5 separate regions of the Mus musculus genome follow, and regions 2, 3, 4 and 5 are each linked to region 1. A link is a contact called in public Hi-C and promoter capture Hi-C data. All regions are on one chromosome and are shown on one strand. Each heading gives the region's core, a stretch centred on a gene start, on an enhancer-like site or on the middle of the called end of the contact. The rest is flanking DNA. Distances are from core to core; before and after follow the strand shown. Region 1 overlaps Bicc1 (BicC family RNA binding protein 1). Region 2 holds the start of Ccdc6 (coiled-coil domain containing 6). Region 3 has its middle 72 kb from the start of Fam13c. Region 4 holds the start of Mrln (myoregulin). Region 5 holds the start of Slc16a9 (solute carrier family 16 (monocarboxylic acid transporters), member 9).

The links. Promoter capture Hi-C pulls out the DNA fragments that hold promoters and counts their contacts. Hi-C and Micro-C count contacts between places; a contact is called where the count stands out from the background.
Region 2: a promoter capture Hi-C map of hippocampal neurons shows a contact between it and region 1, with 3 times the contacts expected there. The contact joins the promoter of Ccdc6 here to the enhancer-like site in region 1. A contact is called at or near these places in 2 of 39 promoter capture datasets (the C10 cell line and hippocampal neurons), 4 of 115 datasets of contacts at active chromatin or transcription factors (astrocytes, embryonic forebrain, embryonic limb bud and 1 more) and 1 of 9 other capture datasets (embryonic stem cells).
Region 3: a contact with region 1 is called in a Hi-C map of cortical neurons, with 2.3 times the contacts expected there. The contact joins two enhancer-like sites. A contact is called at or near these places in 2 of 15 datasets of contacts at CTCF or cohesin (embryonic stem cells and pro-B cells), 38 of 484 Hi-C or Micro-C datasets (3T3-L1-derived adipocytes, the C2C12 cell line, the HL-1 cell line and 25 more), 11 of 115 datasets of contacts at active chromatin or transcription factors (SST interneurons, astrocytes, embryonic basal ganglia and 4 more) and 1 of 9 other capture datasets (embryonic stem cells).
Region 4: a contact with region 1 is called in a promoter capture Hi-C map of hippocampal neurons, with 2.9 times the contacts expected there. The contact joins the promoter of Mrln here to the enhancer-like site in region 1. A contact is called at or near these places in 7 of 39 promoter capture datasets (the 3T3-L1 cell line, cranial neural crest, frontonasal cranial neural crest and 4 more), 4 of 484 Hi-C or Micro-C datasets (the N1E-115 cell line, embryonic fibroblasts and embryonic stem cells), 2 of 115 datasets of contacts at active chromatin or transcription factors (astrocytes and embryonic stem cells) and 1 of 9 other capture datasets (embryonic stem cells).
Region 5: a promoter capture Hi-C map of hippocampal neurons shows a contact between it and region 1, with 2.4 times the contacts expected there. The contact joins the promoter of Slc16a9 here to the enhancer-like site in region 1. A contact is called at or near these places in 8 of 39 promoter capture datasets (the 3T3-L1 cell line, embryonic stem cells, hippocampal neurons and 4 more), 2 of 115 datasets of contacts at active chromatin or transcription factors (embryonic stem cells and stem cell-derived neural progenitor cells) and 1 of 9 other capture datasets (embryonic stem cells).

Annotation. Positions count from the first base shown.
Region 1 is chr10:70,947,424-70,951,653 of GRCm38.p6, reverse strand. It overlaps Bicc1 (BicC family RNA binding protein 1), which reads left to right. Exons shown (of 21, transcript NM_031397.3): 10 at 1,529-1,715; 11 at 3,721-3,882. Among named protein-coding and RNA genes, the nearest start is that of Gm24486, 67 kb to the right of the region's middle. Within about 2 kb of position 1,648, at least 58 of the 459 cell types and tissues checked have an H3K27ac peak or open chromatin away from gene starts, as enhancers often do. A contact at or near this core is called in astrocytes, cerebral cortex, cortical neurons and 3 more, where this site is marked.
Region 2 is chr10:70,095,131-70,099,364 of GRCm38.p6, reverse strand. It overlaps Ccdc6 (coiled-coil domain containing 6), which reads right to left and starts at 2,244. Exons shown (of 9, transcript NM_001111121.1): 1 at 1,784-2,244. The coding sequence starts at 2,065. The region is part of intron 2 of Gm51771 (a long non-coding RNA gene); the gene reads left to right.
Region 3 is chr10:70,367,280-70,371,038 of GRCm38.p6, reverse strand. No RefSeq gene overlaps it. Among named protein-coding and RNA genes, the nearest start is that of Fam13c, 72 kb to the left of the region's middle. Within about 2 kb of position 2,083, at least 55 of the 459 cell types and tissues checked have an H3K27ac peak or open chromatin away from gene starts, as enhancers often do. A contact at or near this core is called in cerebral cortex and cortical neurons, where this site is marked.
Region 4 is chr10:70,202,292-70,206,333 of GRCm38.p6, reverse strand. It overlaps Mrln (myoregulin), which reads right to left and starts at 1,670. Exons shown (of 3, transcript NM_001304739.1): 1 at 1,575-1,670.
Region 5 is chr10:70,242,332-70,246,578 of GRCm38.p6, reverse strand. Slc16a9 (solute carrier family 16 (monocarboxylic acid transporters), member 9) reads right to left here and starts at 1,303. Exons shown (of 6, transcript NM_025807.3): 1 at 1,201-1,303.

The sequences.
Region 1 (4,230 bases), core at 399-2,898:
CCCTAATTCTATTCAGTTTTTTGTGTGTACACATGTAAGTGCATGTGTGTATGTGTGTGTGCACATGTAAGTGTATGTGTGTGCATGTGTGTTGATGTGTGTATATATGTATGTATGTATATGTGCAAGTACAGGTATATATGGAGATGTGCGTGTGTGTGTGTGTGTGTGTGTGTGTGTGCGTGTGTATCCATGTGTCCACACTCACGTGTGTAAGCCACAGAAGGATGTGCAGTTAGATTCTCGAGTAGGAAGTCCTGAATTACTAAGGTAGATAAATCTGCCATACTTTACTAAAATTTCTAAACCAGAGATGCCATCTTGTGTATAGAATGCTTTATGTGTATCTGTCTTGCATATGATTTCTACATGAGTAAATGTGATATTTTCTGTTCACCTGGAGGAAACAACCACACTTATTATTATTTTATTTTTTAGAGAAAACTTTAAAGCGCCCCAAGACTGGGGGAGCAAGGTTGAGTGAGTTCAGAGATTGAGACCAGGCCATGGGATTTAGACATCATAAAGCCCTGTTTGACTAACTTAATCACAAATACCATCAGTTCAGATTCCGAGAAGGGCTTGGCCAAACAAAGACAGAAATAAAAAGAATTCCAAGAGCTCAGGAGAAAAACGAACCTATGTTAGGCTGAAAGAAATTGTGTTTTGATGGCTGGATTCTAAGTACTACTACTACTACTACACACACACACACACACACACACATACACACATACATATACACACATACATACACATATGTGTTTATATATGTATACATATGTATATATACACATGTATGTTTATATATATACATATATATGCTTAGACATTTAGTATATAAAAGATATATAAATTATATAATTCTATATGTATATGACATATACATATAGGAAGTAAGGAAAATTTATATATATACACAATTATTATTATTTATAAAATATATCATTATATATAACATAATATAACACACACACATATATTTCATAAGATTTGCCACAGATGTGGTCTCACTGGGGGTTGGTGGTGCCTAGAGGTACGTCAGCTAACCATTAGACCGTGTATGTTAAAAAAAAAAAGAAGCCAACTGTAACTGTGCAATCTATACGTGATGGTGGGTTTGATTTGGCTTCTGCAGGTAATGAGGTGGTGAGGAGGAATGCTTCAGTATGAAGCCCAGAGGCTGTGTAGTGGGGCAGCTGGACTTTGACACCAAGAATTTGCTAAATTTCTAAGCATGCCTGGATAGGAATCCATACCTTAAAAGGTTAGGTAGGGATCGGGACCTGCATGCTGGCTGCCCACAGCATCATGCTCTCAATGGTTTGCAGACACATAGACACACACACACATACACACACACACATAGTAGGTGGGGACTCACGTTTTACGGGAGTGTCAGGAGCAGAGGCTGATAGGGGGTGGTATCCAGCCTCCTGTGGCCACTCATTTACATTTTCATTACCCTTCTGTCATTGTATGCCTACCTCAGTGTCATCTTTTTTCCCCCCATTATGTGTTTTCATAGTCTGTGATTGTGAAAAGTGTTGAGCGAAATGCCTTAAATATGTATGAAGCAAGGAAGTGTCTCCTCGGACTTGAAAGCAGTGGGGTTTCCATAGCAACCAGTCTATCCCCAGCATCGTGCCCTGCCGGCCTGGCCTGTCCCAGCCTGGATATCTTAGCTTCGGCAGGCCTCGGACTCACTGGACTAGGTATAAAGTTTATTATTACCACTGGGGAACGGCTTATCGGGTTCCCTGCCCTTTTCTACCATTGTGCTGTGTCTAAATTCTATTTTCTCCTCTGAGCCCCAAAGCCCGGTGACGGTGACAAGCAACCGGGTCGGGACCTGATTCATCTGGCCTGAGTTTTTTCTTTTGTTAGCCTCCGTGGTTTTGGGTTGCCCAGATTCCTCCGATGCCAGTGTAAATAATCGCAGCCTGCCTGCTCTTGTTCTCCGTGGCGCGTGTTTGTTCTGCTAAATTAAGAATGCCATCGAGATGGAGGGGAGCCGCTGACGGTGATGGATGCGCTCTGTGTTGTCTTGCTTTGGCTGTACTGCCCTCCCTCCCTAGAGATAAAGATCCAGTTTGTTCCAAAAAGTAATTGCAAATCTGGAGGGCAGCTAGAGAAGGGGGAGGGGAGAGTCCCTGAACCCACTCCCCCACCTCCCATTCCCCTACCCTACAGCTAGGCCTGATAAACCCAAGGCCAAGCCAAGCTTATACCACTCATGGAAAGTGCAGTGAGTCCTTGCTGATCCTGAAATAGTGCCCTCATCTAGAAGACCTTTCTTGTAAGCTGGCCAAGAGCTCTGTTAGCATTAGACCAGGCTTACCATTTTCCTTCTCGTTTCCCAGATGCCTTCATGTATAAGGAGAGCACAGTAGGTCACATACATAGTAGGATGGGCTGTGTTAGAGCTCACTGGTAGGATGCACGCATGAAGACCTAGGTCCGATCCCCAACACTGAAAGACGTCATGTGTGTAAAACCTGTTTGGGCTCCAAACTGTCACACTCAGACACTACTATGGTGATGCAGGTTCTTCCTCAACCAAAGCTGTCTCTTCCACACAGGCCTGAACAGCCATAGCAACACAGCAATACTGTGGACTGGGACGTCCTGGTGGACTTACAACAGTTCTCAGCCTGTGGGTCGCAGCCCCTTTGGGGGTTGCACAACCCTTTTGCAGGGGCTGCCTATCATATATCCTGTATGGCAGTTACACCAAGATTTGAAACAGTAGCAAAATTATAGTTATGAAGTGGCAGCAAAATAATTTTATGGTTGGGGGGGCTCACCACAACAGCAACTGTATTAAAGGATGGTGGCATTAGGAACGGTGAGAACTGCTGACTTAGAAGGGGCCCGTTTTATTGTGTTCTAGTTGAGAAAGTGGTTGGAGAAGCCGAGTTCCCTGAGTGGAGGAGAGGTTTCCTTGGCCACCCAGCTCCTATAACACTGACCCATGTGCACTTCAGAAAACACACAGAAATGAACATCATCTTTTAGACCCCAAATTCCCAAAGGAGAATCTCCCTGGTTACAGCAGGCGCTAGGTTTCTTGAGAGCAGAGAGAATCCAGCACAATCCCTGGGCAAGTTTTAGTCATTGGGTTGGAGCCCACAGGAGTCAGTGTGTGCTCAGACCCGCACGCAACCATCTGGTCCAGCATCCTGTGTACGAAGTATCAGCCAGCCAGTCTACCACAGGAAAGGCGCTCCTAGGCGCTGCCGCTCGTGAACGCTTGGGAAGGGCTCTGTTGGGAAGCTGATACCAAGTGAGTCAGGGGAGAATTAAAAAACAAAAAACAAAACAAACAAACAAAAAAACAAAAAACAAGCTTCTGCTTGAGCTGAGGTTCGTCCATCCTAGGTTGTCAGCGGGCTTGTGTCTAGGAGTTCTAAGTATGGCTGGCTGCTTGTGCTAGATTGGGCACACCGGTCTCCCCAATCTTATGGCATCTATTGTCTATTTGAGGACGAGCAAATTCCATGGTTGGAGATGTGGAAAAGGCAAGATTTCACGGGAATATCTGAAATAACATCAAAAGAAAAAAAAAGCGAAACAACAAAACCAAACCTGTCACTCGAATGTGACAGATTAGAAAGCACCAGGTTCTATCGATGCTTGTTCCACAAGACAGTATGAGTGGCGTCCCTGTTTTTGAATCTTGAACGTAGGTGTATTTGACTTGGCTTTTATTCTTTACAGGTTTATTGGGGCCCACCACATTGTCGCTCAATACGTCAGCCACCCCAAACTCACTCCTGAATGCTCTCAACACTTCGGTCAGTCCTTTGCAAAGTTCAAGTTCTGGTACTCCCAGTCCTACACTGTGGGCACCCCCAATCGCTAACACTGCAAGCGCCACAGGTTAGTGCCCCTTAAAGCATCAAGAAGTGGGAATTCATAGATACTGCCCTTTTTCTTTCTTTCAATAGAATTTACAAGGGATCCCATTTCTTCAAGTGAAAAAAATAATCACTGTTCTAAGACTGCATCCTCTAGCCCTAAGGAAATTTACACTCCCCTGCTGTGTAAATTAGTTTAAATGAAGCTCTGCCAAGCCAAGAGCTTTTCAAGCCTCCAGAGCTTCATCCGCACAGGTGATAAACAGATTAGGAGAGGCAGCAGGATGCTCAGGGAACAAAGGCCAAGGCACCTGAAGGTTACAAGGGAACCCTGGGAACCCAGCTTCTTGGAGGAGCGAGTTCATAGTCA
Region 2 (4,234 bases), core at 995-3,494, 850 kb after region 1:
TACTCAGGAGGTGTCTGGCTTTGCTTGCCACTGACGAACATGCTTGTCCCTGCAAGGCCAGTTTGTCCCTGCAAGGCCAGTGTGTCTGTGTACAAGTAACAGACCTGCTTATGGGTCAGCAGGTCAAACAGATAACCTTTCATTGTGTTTCCTGTCTCCACACAAACAGCAGCCTGACCTGCTGCTCGGGCAAACAAGAGGCCAGAGAGGTGGTACCCCCTCCTCCTGTAAGTTCTGCTCCCTTCCGTGGTTCCAGCTCTGCAAGCGACCAACGCTGTCCTTTACGGCACATTTTAAATAGCGTTCCTGTGCATCAGATTTTAAATAAACAACAACCTCCAACTGTCCTGTCCCTCTGTTCTTCAACAGCAACTCTGCAGAGTCCTTTCTTAGCCCAGAAAAGGCTTACATGGTTACCTCCACAAACGGCTTTCCTTTACTATCAAAAGGCCAATCCAGTAACTTGCTGCCTGGAGATGTACTCGCATAGAACGGGACTGGTTAAGAGCAAGTAAGATGCTTTTCTGCAAGACCAACTGCTATTTAGGTTGCAAATCACACTGCCTCTCTAGTGGAGACTGAGACCGGCTAGCTACACAAACCAAGGCAGCCATATAGAAGCCACAGGGCACACACACACACACATATCACTTTTTCTTGGCACAAGGGCAGCTTAAATTTGTCCCGTTCTCGTCTCCAGGATATGATCCCTGACCCACCACCAAATCTCTTTTTCTCCACTGGAAGGGTTTCATCTAATCAGCTGTGTGCAAGCGGCTCTGGCAATTTATCCTCCTTGATTCCTTGACATTTTCTTTCCGTGCTGCTGGCTGGGAAACTGTTTTGATCTGAATAGGGTTGTCTGTGGGGGATTCTGCATGTTAATGATGTAGAGTTGGCAAGGATGGGAGGTGAGAGCACAACGCGTACTTTTTCTAGTTACGTTTCGCCTCATCACCGCTACGGGGGCCTTTCCACTCGGCTACACCAGGAGGCTGATCTCAGACTAATCTTACCCTCTTCCAGGGGAGCCTCGAGGGGCCAGGTAGAAACAGAACAGATGGCCTGTGTTCCCGTCAAGTACCTAGACTCACAGGCAAGTACTCCTAAGACTCTCGAACCAATGAAGGAGACGCACGTACATCCTTGCTCAGCCAGGCAGTCCCAGCGGCCACCCTCCATCCTGGTTTCAAGCTCCAACCCTGTCCCAGCCAGCGCCAGACGTTACACTCCCCACTACTCTGTACCCGCCCACCCTCCGGGCCCAAAAGGACAGTGATTCCGAACGGGGTGCTGGTGTAGCCTCAGTGCCCGCCCTTCCCTTTCCATCCTGGCCAGAAAACTCCACTTCCCGGATTCCGGGCCACTCTCTCCCTCCCCCAGCGCCGGCGATCCAGCAAAGCGCCGTCCTCCTGCCAACTGGGGACCCAGCCCAGTGGCACACCCCGTCTCCCCAACTAACCCCTGGACAGACCCCAGCTTCGTCCACTCACGGGGGCTCCGGAGAGGGTGTCCCTCTATTCGGAGCCTTCAGGCACCCTAGGGTTGAGAAAGTCCCACCCCGCCCCCCCCCCAGCCACGCCGCCAGCCTCTAGCCCTGGCTCGGAGGGACCTCCACCCTAGGCGACGAGGGGACGTTGGGGAGTCTCCCTAGGCACCTCCAACACCTCAAGGGAGGGAGGGCGCTCGTGGCCCCAAGGCCCGCTCTCTGTGCCCGCAGGCCCGCAACCCCGCACGGGGGCGCGCACTCGGGGGTCCCCCCTGGTCCGCGGGGTGCACTCACGATGGTCACGCTGGCTTTGCGCAGGTCGCGGTTCTCCTCCTGCAGCGCCTTGCACTTGAGTTTGTAGGTCTCCAGCTCTATCTTGAGCACCTTGTTCTCCTGCTGCAGCGAGGCCAGGCGGTTGGTGAGCTCCTCCAGGCGGAACGGCGAGATGACAATGCCCCCCGACTTCCCGCCGCCGCCCCCGCCGCTGCCGCCCGAGGTCGCCGAGCAGGACGACTGCATGGCTGCCGGGCCGCCGCCCGCCGCGTCCGTGTCGCTCTCGCTCGCGCTGTCCGCCATGGCTGGGCGAGTGGGCGCGGGGAGCCGGGCGCCGAGGGCCGGGCGCGCGGCGAGTGGGCGCGCGGCGAGTGGGCGCGGGGCCGGGCGCGCGGCGGCGGCGGGGGAGCTGGGGAGCGGGGGAGCTCAGAGCGCGGCGCGGGCGGGCGGCAGGGCGCAGACGCGCGGCGGCGGCGGCGGAGAAAGAGAGGGCGCTTCCCGCGGCCGCGCGAGCTGCTCCGCCAGGGAACAGAGACCCCGCCCGGACTCGGGCAGTACTGCAGCGCCGGGACTCTGGCGCGCTCCGCGGGGCCGTCCCCGCAAAGCCCCAGCCCCAGCGCTCTCCTAGCAGCTGCACACAGACGCTCGAGCCCCCGCCGCCTCCCCGCGCACGTGCTCCCGCCCCGGAGGGTCCCCTGCGTCCCCGGGCCCCAGCCCCCCAACACACACACATACACCGCCGCGCCGCGCCGCCTCTTCCGGAGAAAGGCGGACCCCACGCAGCGCCAGCCCCGCAGGTGCCGGGACACGTGGGAGGGGCAGCCGGGCTCCTTGGGCCACCCCACCCTCCCACCCCCGCTCAGCTGGAGCCTGGCACCTTGGATCGGCGCCGGCGCGCGTGGATCTCCCCCAGGGTGCCCCGTGCAGACCGCGCTTGGGGCTGGGAACAGAAAGTTGCACTGCAGTGGGTCGAAAAAGAAGAGTATCTGTGTGTCTGTCTGTGTGTCTGTGTATCTATTTCTCTCCCTCTCTGTGTGTCTGTCTGTGTTGTGGCATGTCGGCAGCCACAGGTTAGCCTAGCTTGCCACAAGGCCCCGGTGCGTCCAGTTGTTTGAACCAGGCGCCACCCACCTTTTTCTCTTTACCTCCTGCAAAGACTCTGCACCGGTCACGGGGATAGGATTAAGAAACCAAGATTTGTCTAGTTAAAGAAACGGGAGCTTTATTTAATTTTTTTTTTTTTTTAATCTCAGAAGGGTTGAAACAAACTTCAAGTACCAATTTTCCAAAGTAACTGCAGGCACAATGCTAAACAAATAACCACGATTAAGTGAGGGGAACTGTATAACCATTATTATCCGCTGCTCTCCAACTCCTACAAAACTCCAGGAGCTAAAAAATAAAACCGTAATTACTACTGTAGAGAGCCCAGCTTCAAAGAATCAGAAATTCAAATACTGTTAGGCCCCTCCCTCTTAGGAGAGCTTGCTTGTAGGAAACAGGCCTAGCAGGTGAGAAGGGTCTAAACACTTCACCTCCTGATACAAAACAGCTTTCGTTTCTGGGGGAAAAAATGGAAAGTGAAACTAACCAGGCGGGCTTTATTATCCAAGTTTAGTCGACGGAAGAACAAACTCATGGAAACAAAATGCAAAATAAAGGGGTGCGGGATGAAAAGTGTTTTCTGGCTGTCAACTGTTTTATAGTTTTATAAAGCGCTTAGCCATGACTACATGGCTTTCCTGGCTCATAACCTTGTCTTTAAACCAAATTGGATCCAGTGGTTAGACATGTTTCGTCCCCACTGCTAAATAGGAACTGGTCTCACCTCGGAATAACTCTTAACCTGCCAGGGGTGAAACCTTGACCTCAGGTTTACCAAGATGGCTGCCTCTAGTCAACAACCCAGACATGCTAACTTCGGTGAGCCCTCCCACCCCCCAAGACGTCTCCTAGGTAGGCTTGAGTTTAGAGCTAGGAACACAGTCGGTGAAGCAAAATGTAACAATAAAAGTTAAAAATCCAGGGGAGTGCAGGAGAGCCTTTGGCTTTGCTCTCCAGCAGCAGAGCACCAGTGTAAATAATCCTCTGCTGAGGGAGCCACTTTGTCACTGAAGTTTACTTGGCTCCTTGACTTTTGCCATGTTGGGTCTGGGACAGGAGACACTCGGCTCCTTCGGTTACAGGACGCTTCTGGAAAAGCAGCTCGCGGGGTGAGATGGATGGGGTAAGGGGAGCACTGCCCGGGACTGGGGTTTAACTGCATTCTTTCCGCTTTATTCAGGGCAGTCTGGGGTGGGCGTGGCTTCCATACTTCACAAGTTTCTATTGTTCTTTTCTCACCCCACCTCCAGATTGCGGGGTTTGGAGGGCTTACAGCCCTTGGAGCATTCTCTCGGGAGTGAGGGGTGGGGACTAGCTCTCTCCGGTTTATCCCTAAAACTTACTGCCTTGGGAAGCCGACCTGCAGGC
Region 3 (3,759 bases), core at 834-3,333, 580 kb after region 1:
AGGTCCATGCAGGTTCCCCCTGAGGTAACAGCCACAGGACAGCATAATACAGAATGGAGTTTATTTGACGCGTGGGAAGGGGAGTTAAGGGGGTAGTAGAGACTGAGAATGGCAGAGAGAGATGGGGAGTAGAGAAGTAAAGGCCAGCCATGAGCACATGGAGAGAGGGGGAGGAGAATGGGGAGAGAGGGGATAGAGGGTAAGGGTGCAAGGGCAAGGGGAGAAGAGAGCAAAAGAGAGAGGAGGGGTGAGCAGCCCCTTTTATAGTGAGTCAGGCACACCTGGCTATTGCCAGGTAACTGTGGGGCGGAGACTAAATGCCAACAGTATCTAGGTTCCCAGAACAACAACAACAACAACAAACCATTGTCACAGCCAAAGGAAGACACAATGGCTGCAGGTATCACAGGGTACTGGGATATGAAAAGACTGTTAGTAGCTAAACATGCTTGCAATAAGTTAAAGGCTGGTTTAAAACTGCATTCTTTTCTACTGTAAAACAAAACGGTAACACACTGATAACAAGAAGGTGACAGTACACACCTGTAATCCTGTAATCAGCAGGAGATGCTGAGGCAGGAGGATATCAGGTTTGAGGGGTACCTATGCTGCATTGCAAGACCTTGTCTCAAATTCAGGGGTGGTGTGTGAAGAAAACACTATGTTAAAAAAAAAGATTAAGGAACAGAAATAAACTCTGGGGTTTAGTTAATAAGAGCATCGATACTGGTTCCTAAAGAGTAATTCTAAAGCAGGCTGTCAATCAAGTAAAACAGGCGTAGCTATCACAGCTCTTCTGTGAATTGCAAGCCAGTTTAAATCCTTTTTTTATTGTAAAAGGAAATGTTAGCACCTTGAGGACTGGAAAATTAACGTGCTTGGATTAGTTGGTTGGTTGGTTGGTTTTGTTTTTTCTGATATCCCCAACTTTTTAGTCTCAAAGGGAGAAAGTGTGCATGTAGAAAGAAAGAAAAAAGAAAAAAGAAAAAAAAAAGACGCTGTTCCCTAAAACCAACACAGTAGCAAGCAAGATGAAAAACGCAGCTTAAGCTTCCAGAGGATTTCAATTCAGCTTAAAGTACAGAAACAAATGCCGCCGTGCATTAAACTAACCTGAAAGGTTTCAAGTGTACCCTTCAAAAGTTGTGTTTATTCCAAATTCACCTGGAAGAGGCGTGGATTGCCACCTGTCGACTTAGCCCTGTGCCTCATCAGTGTATAACGTCACTGGGTCCTGTCGAATGGGGTGTGCGGCAAGCAGAAAACACAACAGTTGGGCCAGATCCCAAACTGGAGAACAGAGCTGAGTTATGGGAAAGGGGGTGGGGGTGGGGGACACAAAAAAGGAAGAGGGAGGGGGGGGTTAGAAGGGACTTCTGGCTGAGGTGGCTCATCACCTGAGACCAAAGGCTTCCCAGGAACTCCAAGCCTTCCCAGGTGAGAAGGAAGCTCTTTGCAGCCATGTTCCCTAGCAAAGCAGGCTGTGTGGGCAAGGCCCTGACTTCCATGGAAGGACTGTGTTTGTGAGCTGCCCGAGTAAATAGACATCTTCTAAAGGAACTGCAGACCCCACCGCCCTGTGTTTCCAGCGTCACTTGCGCACCCCAGTGGGGCAAGCTGTAGAGTTCTTAGCCAGTCCTCTGCAGTAGATATGAATGCTTTCAGACTCCAGCATCAGGCTTGGAACTTCAGCTACGGGGCTGAGGCAGGGAATCGTGAGTTCAAAACCAGCCTAAGGAGCTCAGTGAGACCTTGTCTCAAAATAAAAACAGGAACATCAAAGTGGAGCTGGGAATACAGAAGGCTTGCTCAGTGAGAGTGTGCTGTTCAGTCTCCAGCAGAAAATAAATCCAAACACAAAAACCAGAAAGGAAATCTACTCAAAGTTTGGACTAAGCGTCTACTATTTTGTTCCATAAAACAAACTTGGATGCTGTTGACAAAAAGGTACTAGTCTACACTGAAATAAACTACAAAGGTTTTGGGGGACATTAGAATAGGAGTTTATTACAGTCCTGGGCTGGTGTAGAGCAGGCAGGCAGCCATTCAGGAGTCAGACTCCAGTTGCCCTGTGGCGCCATCTTGCTTTAGGGCGGTAAAACTACTCGCTTTGGGAACCAGGCTGAAAGCCCGGGAAAGTGTCCCTAGCTGCTTCAAAACAGCAGCTACAAGTCAGCTCACACTGCACCAGCAAAGCCCGCAGGGCTGGGGAACATGGTCCCCAGGCTGGGCGCATGCTCATTAGCTGGGCAGCACCTGCCAGCCACTAGCCTGCACCACAGAGCCAGAAGGTATTCCTTCGGGGGGAGGGGGGGGGAGCCATCTCAGCCACCCTGGGGAGATGCAGAGCCTTAATGACAATCTGACTCCTTCTCAGACTCTGGGGAATCCAAAGCATAAGGCAGAAAGAATTTACTTCTAATTTCACCCCCTTGGAGCAGAAGTTACAGTAACTGAAAGAACCTGGAGAAAAAGCATAAAAGCTTTACACTAGAATCTCCCAAAGTACTGCCTGGGACAGAAGGCCAAAACTAGCACTTGCTGCCTTTCTGCCACAGAACACAGAATGCAGAACTATTCTGTGCAGAAATGACAATGTAACCTCCACCCCCCAATCTCCAGGCCCCTTCCAGCAAAGTCCAGGTTCTGTCCATTCTCATTGTACCAACAAATGCAGGCATCAACTTTTAAAAGTTTCAAGATGGTCTGGTCTTTGGTTCATTTATTTTTATTCTTTGCAGCCGGTGGGAGGCTGGAGGCTGACACAGTGTCTGCTTAGGAGTCGGAAGACATTGTTTCTAGTGGTTGTGGATATCTTGCCCCCTGGGGTTCCAGCAAAGAGCCAGGAAGAGATGTTTGGAGTGGTGGGTTGTTCCATCTGTTCTGTGGGGTTTGTCTGAGACAGCTTACACAGTAGGGGAGCATCCAGTTGTTGCAATAGAATCCCAGTGTGGAGAGATTCCGTTTACTATGTATGATGCTCTCTTGGGTCTGCTGGGGAGATGGCTGCTCCTGTTCACCTGTTCTGCTTTCTTCCTTGATCCAGCAATGGCCTTGGCAGAAAACAAAGGAAAGGAAAGATCGAGGGGAGGCGAGGCGAGGCGAGGCGAGGCGAGGCGAGGCGAGGCAGAAAAAGAGAAAAATCTAGTCTGCCACGCCCACTTTTCTCTTACCCTCACCCATTCCTGGCCAGAGAGTTTGGTATCCATGCACACATTTTCTGGACTCTTACCTTCGTTGTGCTTGTTAATTTTGCCGCTGCCACTGCTGCATTATGCTGAGTTAAACAGAAGATGAGCCAGCAAGATGCCTCCATGGTTAATAGCACTTGCTGCCAAGCATGATGATCTGAGTTCAATTCCCAGGCCCTACATCAGGGAAGGAGAGAACTGACTCCCAAAAGTTGTGTTCTGATTCCCACGTGTGCATGGCATGGCATAGAAGAGTACGCAGGAGTATTCTCTCTCTCTCTCTCTCTCTCTCTCTCTCTCTCTCTCACACACACACACACACACACACACTCAAATATAATTTTTATATATCGGTAGGGAAATGGAGGCAAGATCCTAGCTCTACAGATTCTCTACTTTCTGGTGAATGAACTCAAGGTCTTCACCTCCCTGCCCCCAAATAGCTACTGTTATCTTCCTCAATGACTGATCAAGGCCTGGTGTGTCCTGGAGGAGTCAGATGACATCATCATGGCTTTGCTAGGGACAGACCCAATGGACCATTTGACTTCTTAGTTCGCTCAGGGAT
Region 4 (4,042 bases), core at 421-2,920, 750 kb after region 1:
CTTTGCACAGTGTAGGCTTATAGAGGAAACCACACATCCCATCCTGGAGGCCCAGAGTCACACTGTGGAAAGCAAGTGTTCTCTGACAACCTTCCTTTCCAGTCTGTGTAAGCAAAGAGAGCCACAGAAGGGCACAAGAAAGGGAGAAAGGGGCATGCTGGGTATACCAGACTGGGGGGGGGGTCGGGGGTGGGACTGCCCCATCATCACAGATCCTAGCTATAGCCCTCCTCAAGTCTTGGGTGGTGAGCGAGATAGCACCTTCCCGTTCTCCCACAGCGGTGGCATGCACCATTCTGAAAACGAAGACGTTAAAGACTTTAAATGTGGCACAGTTTTATAGGAGCTTGTTTCTCAGACTAATATTTCCTATCGAGCATAGTGTTTGTAGGCTCTGCAACTGAACTTGAAATGGCAGATTATTCTCAAGATTAAGTCCATTGAATGAAGGATTTTTATAGATGACATTTAAATTTCTGTCAGTACTCACAGCCACTTATGTTACACTATTGTCAAATACCCAAACCGGTGCAAGATAGATAATAATTCATTTCACCAGTGAGGAAGCTGAGGTTCAGAGAGGCTGAGGCCCTGTGTACAGTCTTACAACCACTCTTACCCAGTCCACTTCTGTGTCTCTGGGATTCACTTTAATGCCTCTGTCAAGATTACACCGATGCTGGGCAGTGATGGCACACAGATGTAGTCGCTCCTAGCACTCAGGAAGCAGAGGCAGGTGGATCTCTGAATTTGAGGCCAGCCTGGTCTACAGACCGAGTTCCAGGACAGCCAGGGCTGCACAGGGAAACCCTGTCTCGCAAAACCAACCAAACAAAAAAAGTTTCTAAACAACAGCAAAAATAGTTTGTATCTAGACATGTACACATGCCCAGGAATGAGACTCACACAGCCAAAGCAGAGAGCTATGCTAATATATGGCCTTGAAGAGGGACTGGGATATCAAGTGTCAGTTTTGCCCAGGATGACTGGGCAAGGCATCTGGCTCTCTGAATTCCAGGGTCCTCCCTTGCCAGACAGAAAACACAGTGACCTACTTCTCAGGCCTCTGAGAAGTGACCATGTCAAAGAGGCTGCAGAGACAGGGCCGTTGGTTACAAAGCTAGTAAGCAATGCGATGGGTCCCTCTGCCCCAAACCCAGAACAGGGGATAACAACAGGGCACCATGCCTCCCCCCGCTCTCCCACTTTGATTCCTGTAAGTAAAAACTCCCTTTGAAAACACTGGGATTCTATCTGGAGAAGGAAACACAGGGAGATGGGTCAAGCTGCAAGCCCAGGGCTCAGCCGAGCAATTTATATCCAGCGTTATTAATCACCTGCTCCGCTTGCCGTGAGCCAAAACCAAAAAGAAAGGAGTAGGATTCTGACTCACTAATCTCCCTTATCATCAGCCTCGTAAAACTTGGAGGGATGTTGAAATGCAGGCAGTGGAAACCAGCTTGGGGAGTCAGCAACTTTTAGCCTTCATTATTTCTAATGAGAGGCAACAAGAGTTTCGTTCGCCTCTCCCTGTGTCAACACTACTTAAAAATATAAACGCAAGCAACACTTACTGTTCAGGGGTGCAACGGAGCCAAGTCCAAAGTCCTGGGAATGGCCGCCCTTCCTTTCAAAAACACCATCTGCTCTCCATGGACGAAAAGCTCACTGGGCTGTTATTAGTAACTGGCTCCGAGTGTTAGGCAGAAACCTGAGCCAGAATGTCATGGGGAGGAGGCAAGAGAAACTGACAGACACAGGTGGGATAGAGTCTAACAAAATATATTTACATTGAAGTCAAGCAAGCCGCTAGGCGGGGATGCCTTAAGTCCCCATGGTAGCTGTTCTAAACTATCAGCAAGCAACAACAAATCTCCTCCACTGTGAGAACATAGCCCCTTCTCTTCTGCACACTCCTTTTCTGCAGGGAGCTGGCTTTTAAAAACTGTTTTAGTTTTATTTCTGTGTGTGTGTGTCTGTGTGTGTAATGTCATGTGTATGTGTGTGGGGGGTGTCAGGGGTGTTTAAGGAGGGCAATAAGGAATATCAGGCCTGCTGGAGCTATAGTTACAGGTGGGTGACTACTTGTAAATTCTGGAAACTCAACCCAGGCCCTCTGTGAGAGCAATGTGTGGTCTTAACTGCTGAGCCACCTTTCTAGCCTGTTTGCTTGCCTGCCTTTCTTTCTTCTTTCTTTCTCTTTCTTTCTTTCCTTCTTTCTTTCTTTCTTCTTCCTTCCTTCCTTCCTTTCTTTCTTTCTTTCTTTCTTTTTCTTTTTTCTTTCCTTTTCTCTCTCTCTCTCTGCCTTTCCTTCCTTCTCTTCTGTCTGCCTTTCCTTCCTTCTTTCTTTCTTCCTTCCTTTATTTTCTTTCTTTTTTTCCTTTTCTCTCTCTCTCTCTCTCTGCCTTTCCTTCCTTCTCTTCTGTCTGCCTTTCCTTCCTTCTTTCTTTCTTCCTTCCTTTCTTTTCTCTTTCTTTCTTTCTTTCTTTCTTTCTTTCTTTCTTTTTCTCTCTTTCTTTCTTTCTCTTTTCTCTCTCTCTGCCTTTCCTTCCTTCTCTTCTATCTGCCCTTCCTTCCTTCCTTCCTTCTTTCCTTCCTTCCTTCCTTCCTTCCTTCCTTCCTTCCTTCCTTCCTTCCTTCCTTCTTTCTCTTCCTTTCTTCCTTTCTTTCTCTTTTAAGATTTATCTATTTATTTCATGGGAGTACGCTGTTGCTCTCTTCAGACACACCAGAAGAGAGCATCAGATATCGCTATACATGGTTGTGAGCCACCATGGGGTTGCTGGGAATTGAACTCGGGACCTCTGGAAGAACAGTCAGTGCTCTTAACCACTGAGCCATCTCTCCAGCCCACTTTCTGATATCTAAATATCTTTTTGTGTTTATGAATTTAACCTAGTCTATTTTGATTCTCCCGTTTTCAAAATATATCAATGAGTGGATTTTACAACATCTACTGTTGATTTTGTGTACGAGTCTGGGTGCAGTTGGGTGGGAGAGGGTGTGCAAGTTAAGGAATGCGTTTCATTCCTTAGAAGACTGTTTCTGAATGTGTGGGTCATGGCCCCTTTGGGGGAGGGTCATGTTTCAGATAACCTGCGTATCAGATATTTACATTGCAATTCATAACAGTAGCAAATTTACAGTCATGAAGGAGCAATAAAATAATTTTATGGTTGGAGGTTACCACAACATGAGACATTGTATTAAAAGGGTGGGGCATTAGGAAAGTTGAGAACCATTCTTTTAGACGCTGTCCACTACTTTTGAGACTACGTCTCTTACTGACCCGGGACCTGACCAGTGTCCCAGGATGGCTACAGAGTCTCAGCAATCCACATGTCTCTGCCTCCCCAGTGCTGGGAATACGCACACTGCTACCATCCCTGGCTTGTTCATGTGTATTCTAGAGACTGAACCTCAGGTCCCCAAGCTCACATTGCAAGCAATCCATTGACTCAGCCATCTCTCCAGCTCTGGTACGGATTGCTTGAAGTTTGTTTACTCTCCCACCAGGATCCCTAAACAATCTTAAAAGCCTATTAGAGTAGTTTAGGGGTGAGGGAAGTGAATCTTGCAAGGTGACACTGCATCTGCAGAGCAACCTGTAGAACTGATGTGGTCAGATGGAAACAGATAGGGTATGGCTTCTGGCTTGAGAGACTCTCTTCTGAAAATCTGTACTTCAAAAATGTCCAGATGGCCCCTCTAAGTCCCTCACTCACAGTGGATATCAGATCGTTCAGATCAACCCAAGTTCCACTGAACACAATTGTTTTCTTAAGTGTTAAAGAAGAACTTGCATTTACCTAACAGTTTCTGGAGTATGTTACTACACTGTGTCCATCTTTGGTGCAGTGCACATTAGCTGCCTTATTCTGAAGGTTCCAGTTGTCTATCCTAGCTCAGACCCCATAGATAGTGACTCTTCTGTTATCAATTTGACTGCACTTAGAGCAACCTAGAAAACACACTTCTGGGCATGGCTATGAGGGAGTCTCTAGAGAGGTTAAACTAAGGTGGAAAGAATCATACTTAACGT
Region 5 (4,247 bases), core at 54-2,553, 700 kb after region 1:
AATGTCACTCTTTGCCATCTTACCACGCCCCTGGCCCTTTCTATAGAACCTTCATTAGAGACGAGTAGGATCCCTGTCTCTCCACTTACCCAAACACAGAAGGATGGGAAGCAAGGAAACCTGCTCTTCGGACATCGGCGGTGCTGAATATACAAGTTATTGCCAGTTGGCAGGTGAAAAGATTTTATTGTCTAATTTCTATTTGCTAGTCGAGGGTGGTTAATGGGTACCGACACTACTCTCTGCGCTCACAAAGTGTTTAACGGAGGCTGTAACCAATCGGCACACCCTTTCTTTCTCCAACCTAGCTCACTCCGTCTGTTGCCTAAGAGTATCTGAGTGGCCTCTGCTCTGCTCTGCTCTGCTCTAGGTGAACATGCCAATCTGGGCAAGTCAAGATGTCTAACTATTACCACTGAGCTGTAGCCCATCAGATGGGCCCAATGAGGCAAGTAAGATATCAACATAAATAATATGTAAATAATATCTGTAGTGTAAACACTGCCTAAACTTTCCGGATCATTTGTGCTGCATAGACCTGACATTCCAAGAACGAAGTAAAATCCCGACCTGATTGATGGTCAAGTTCCATGGCTTGCTGTTTCCCCTGAAGCCTCTGTGCATGGCTAAAACCAAAGAAGGGTTCCCTAGGCGAACCAGAGCTGAGGCATGCGCACCAAAATCCTTCTAAGTTTTGTTCAGGTGGCGGAGGAGCCGCCTGGCCGTTAGGCTCCTACACCCTGTAGCGCAGCCCGGGTGCTGCCCTGCCCGGAACCCAGCAGGATCTGCCCGCAACGTGAGCTGCTGTCCTTGCAGTTTACCAAACCTATGCGCCCCAGCCTGGATTCTCCCCAGCACCTGAGCCCACCTCCTCGGGAGCGGCCTTCTGGGAAGTGAGGACCCACTTGGGTCACACGTAGAAGGTATCCCAGGAGACTCATCTGGTGACATCCGAGCTCTCATCTCCCCCATTCTCCCTGCAAAAGGCAACCCTACGAGTATTTTTGCAGAGGCAGTTACTCTTTCTAGAAGAGGGTGCAGAGTGCTCCGCGGCGCTCTCAGGACGCTTTCAGCCCGGGCAGACCAGAAGCCGGCCGGTAGCTGTGCACCCGCGGGTGACAGCACCGCCTCCTTTCGGTGCAGTTTGCAGGGTGAGGGGACAGCTCCCGCCGGGACCTTCCCAGTTCCTGGGGTTTTTACCTGAGTCCCGGCCTCGGCTGGGGCCGCGGGCGCAGCTCCGGCCGCAGCTGCTGATCCGGGCCCTGCGCTGGGCGAGCAGTCCCGCTGCGCGCAATATACGGCCGCCGCCCTCTGCCCTCGGGACACATGGAGTGCAGCCCGCCCGGCCGGCTCCACCTTCCCCACCCCCACCGCCCACCCCGGGAAGTCACTCCCGGGGTGGTCCCACTCTCAGATCTCCTCTGCAGGGGCACCCTGGCCAGTCTGAACCGGCTGAGACTGCACGCCCGCTGGGGGAAGGAAGAGGAGGCGGAGGAGGAGGAGATGGAGGCGGTGGAAAAGCCGGCGGTAGGGGCGCTGCGTCTACACCCGTAGCTTAAGGCCCGGCTAGGAGTGGGGGGAGGGCCGGACCCGAGTCCCCTTGGTCTCCCGAAGCTCTCCCGCATACCCCCCGCCAAGCACCGTGTGCATTTGCGAGGAGCCTGTGTGGAACTGAATACAAGGGTCGCCTGCTCTCCCTGGCTTCCCTGGGTCGCTGGGAGCCTCCTGGCCAGAGCTGTACTCGTGGGCAGAGATCCCAGAGGAAAGCGAACTAGAAACCTAGAACTTTGTGAAGTTGGTACTCTTTGGCAGTAGGGAGTATAAGATGCCAAGGGCTTTCCTTTGGGACAACTCCGCGGGAAAGGCGGGTGTCCAGGAGGTCGAAGAGGGAGGGAGAAGTTATGTGAAGACCGTCAGGTGTCTTGAAGTAGAACCAGGCTGTCACTAGCTGTGGTGCAAAGCAACTCACGCTGGAGCTACCTACCATGCATGGCTCTCTGCGCTGTCACCGAAGCCCACTGCAGAAAACTTTAGGGTTCCAGGGGCTAACGAATGTGTGGACACCGTTCGCTCCAGGGATATGTCTGCAATGTGGCGTGTGCTCACCCTCTGCCCCATTAACTTTCTGTCTGTTGAATTCTTGAAGAGAACTATGTCTATCTAACAGCGTGAGAATTCCCTTCATACCACGCAAAGCCTGCGTTCTTAGGCGGCAAGGACTACCTCCTGCAAAGTTAAGAGTTGAGCCACCTAGGTCTTTTCAGCTTATTTCCTTATCTATGATATTTTCAGAATCTTGCCTGCATCGTGGAGAGTGGGGGAGGGTTGAGAAGTCAGAAAAGGTACGGAATCTGGCCATGCCCACCACCCTGAGAAGTGGCTTTAGCGCTTCTCTCCAACACCCCCTTTCTATTCAGGTTATGGAGAAGTCCTCTCAAACATATTATTCTTGTCCCCGGAGAGAGCTTACTTGCCACCCCCAGCACCCAAGTATAACTAAGCATGACTGCAGCTGCTGTCAAAACCATAGCACCAAAGAGGTAGAGGCTACCCTTATTAGAAAGCTCCGGGTCTCACTTAGAGACCCTCTCTTCAAAACCAAGGTGGACTGTTGCTGAGAAACACACACACAGACACACACACACACACACACACTCAAAGTGGAAGAAAAATCAGAAAAATACTTAATAGTAACAGTAGCCCACTGTGGTGATTCACACCTATACCCAATTGAAGAGGCAGATCGCTGGGAGTTCAGGTCCATCCTGGGCTACATAATGAATTTTAGGCTAGCCTGGGCTACAGAGACCTCATCTGAAAAGAAACACTACCAATTAAAAACAATAACAAAACAGTGCCCATGGAAGGCAGGTAGTATCCAAACAAACAAAAACCTTATGGGAGGAAAAAGAAAGGAAAAGCTGTCAGCATCCTAAAAATGTGTTTGTGAAGAAGAAAGGGGCTCTGTATCCACTCCCGATGGTGGTCTCATTTAGAACGGATGACTTGTGTTCACTCACGGTATCTACAGCTGCCTGAAAACCTATCTCATCTCCCCCTCTGTGCTTCAGGAACAGGTACTTTGGAAAGCTTTCCTTGATCTGCATAGATTCCAGCTGCCAGAGTACATGCGGATGCCCTCACGTGCAGATCAAACAAGTTACTGTCTGTGAAACTGTTTGGGAAACCCTGCCTATTTGCATCCTCAGCTGTGTGAAATCAGCACAGGCTGTTTGTTCCCTTCTGCTCCCAGTGTCTCTTAACAGTAAGTGGGAGGGGCCTGTCTACTCAGGCCAGTTCATGCCCGTCCATACAGAATGAAGGAGTGTCCTTATGCAACGGCAAGGTTCCTGCTTTACTGTGAAACAGAACCCTGAGGGCTAGACTCAAGCAATGGCAAGGCCTGGCTTGTTCAATGAGTGAGGTGGCTACAAGGTTGCTCTAGCGCTTGGAGGCCAGCTCCAGGAATAAAGGGCATGCCACCTGGATGCCATTCGAAAGTTGCCACCTGCCCCCATCCCTTGAGGTCCTCTGTTTAGCCACTCTGTGGTGGAACAAGCAAGAGAGCCCAGTGATCTAGGCCAGCCCTGCCCTTGTATCTACAAATAGAATTTGACCCAGAGCAGCCCGAGGAGTCCCTCCCCCACCACACTGGGTCTGGAAGCGCAGAGAGACTGGAGGAAAGGAAACTAAAACCATCTCCTCCTCCTCGTGTCCCCAGTGTTTTCAGGGGACATGAAGAGCCAGGGACTGTAGACTCAGCTGGGGCTCTTGGCCCAGAGGTCAATATACTTTTAACCTGTCAGAGGGAGAGAACATGGCAGGCTGGTAATGAAGCTGAATTTAAATGAGCTTGCCCTGGCAAGAAAATAATTTGAAGCAAAGTTTTTGGAGGCATGCTCAAGAGGGCATATAGGCGATGCCCCAAACTGATGGGTTTGCTCTTTGCCTAATATTGCTACCACCATCAAACATTTTGTTTAGGAAGGGCTTTGTAAATATTCTCAGGGGCCCCAGTTCTATGTGCTGCACCAGTCATTGAGAGAATAAGATGGAGGTCCCAGCTTGATTCTCATCTCAGGAAAGCAGCAGAAACCAAAAGAAAAGACATCAGAGGGTTGGGAGGACGCTTGGGTGGATGTATCGGACTGGTGCAGGAGTCTTAGCAGGAAGACCAACACCCTGGTCCACTACTCACCCTGCTGACACAGCTCTTCTTCCTGACTTATGAAGAAAGGGCAGGTTTC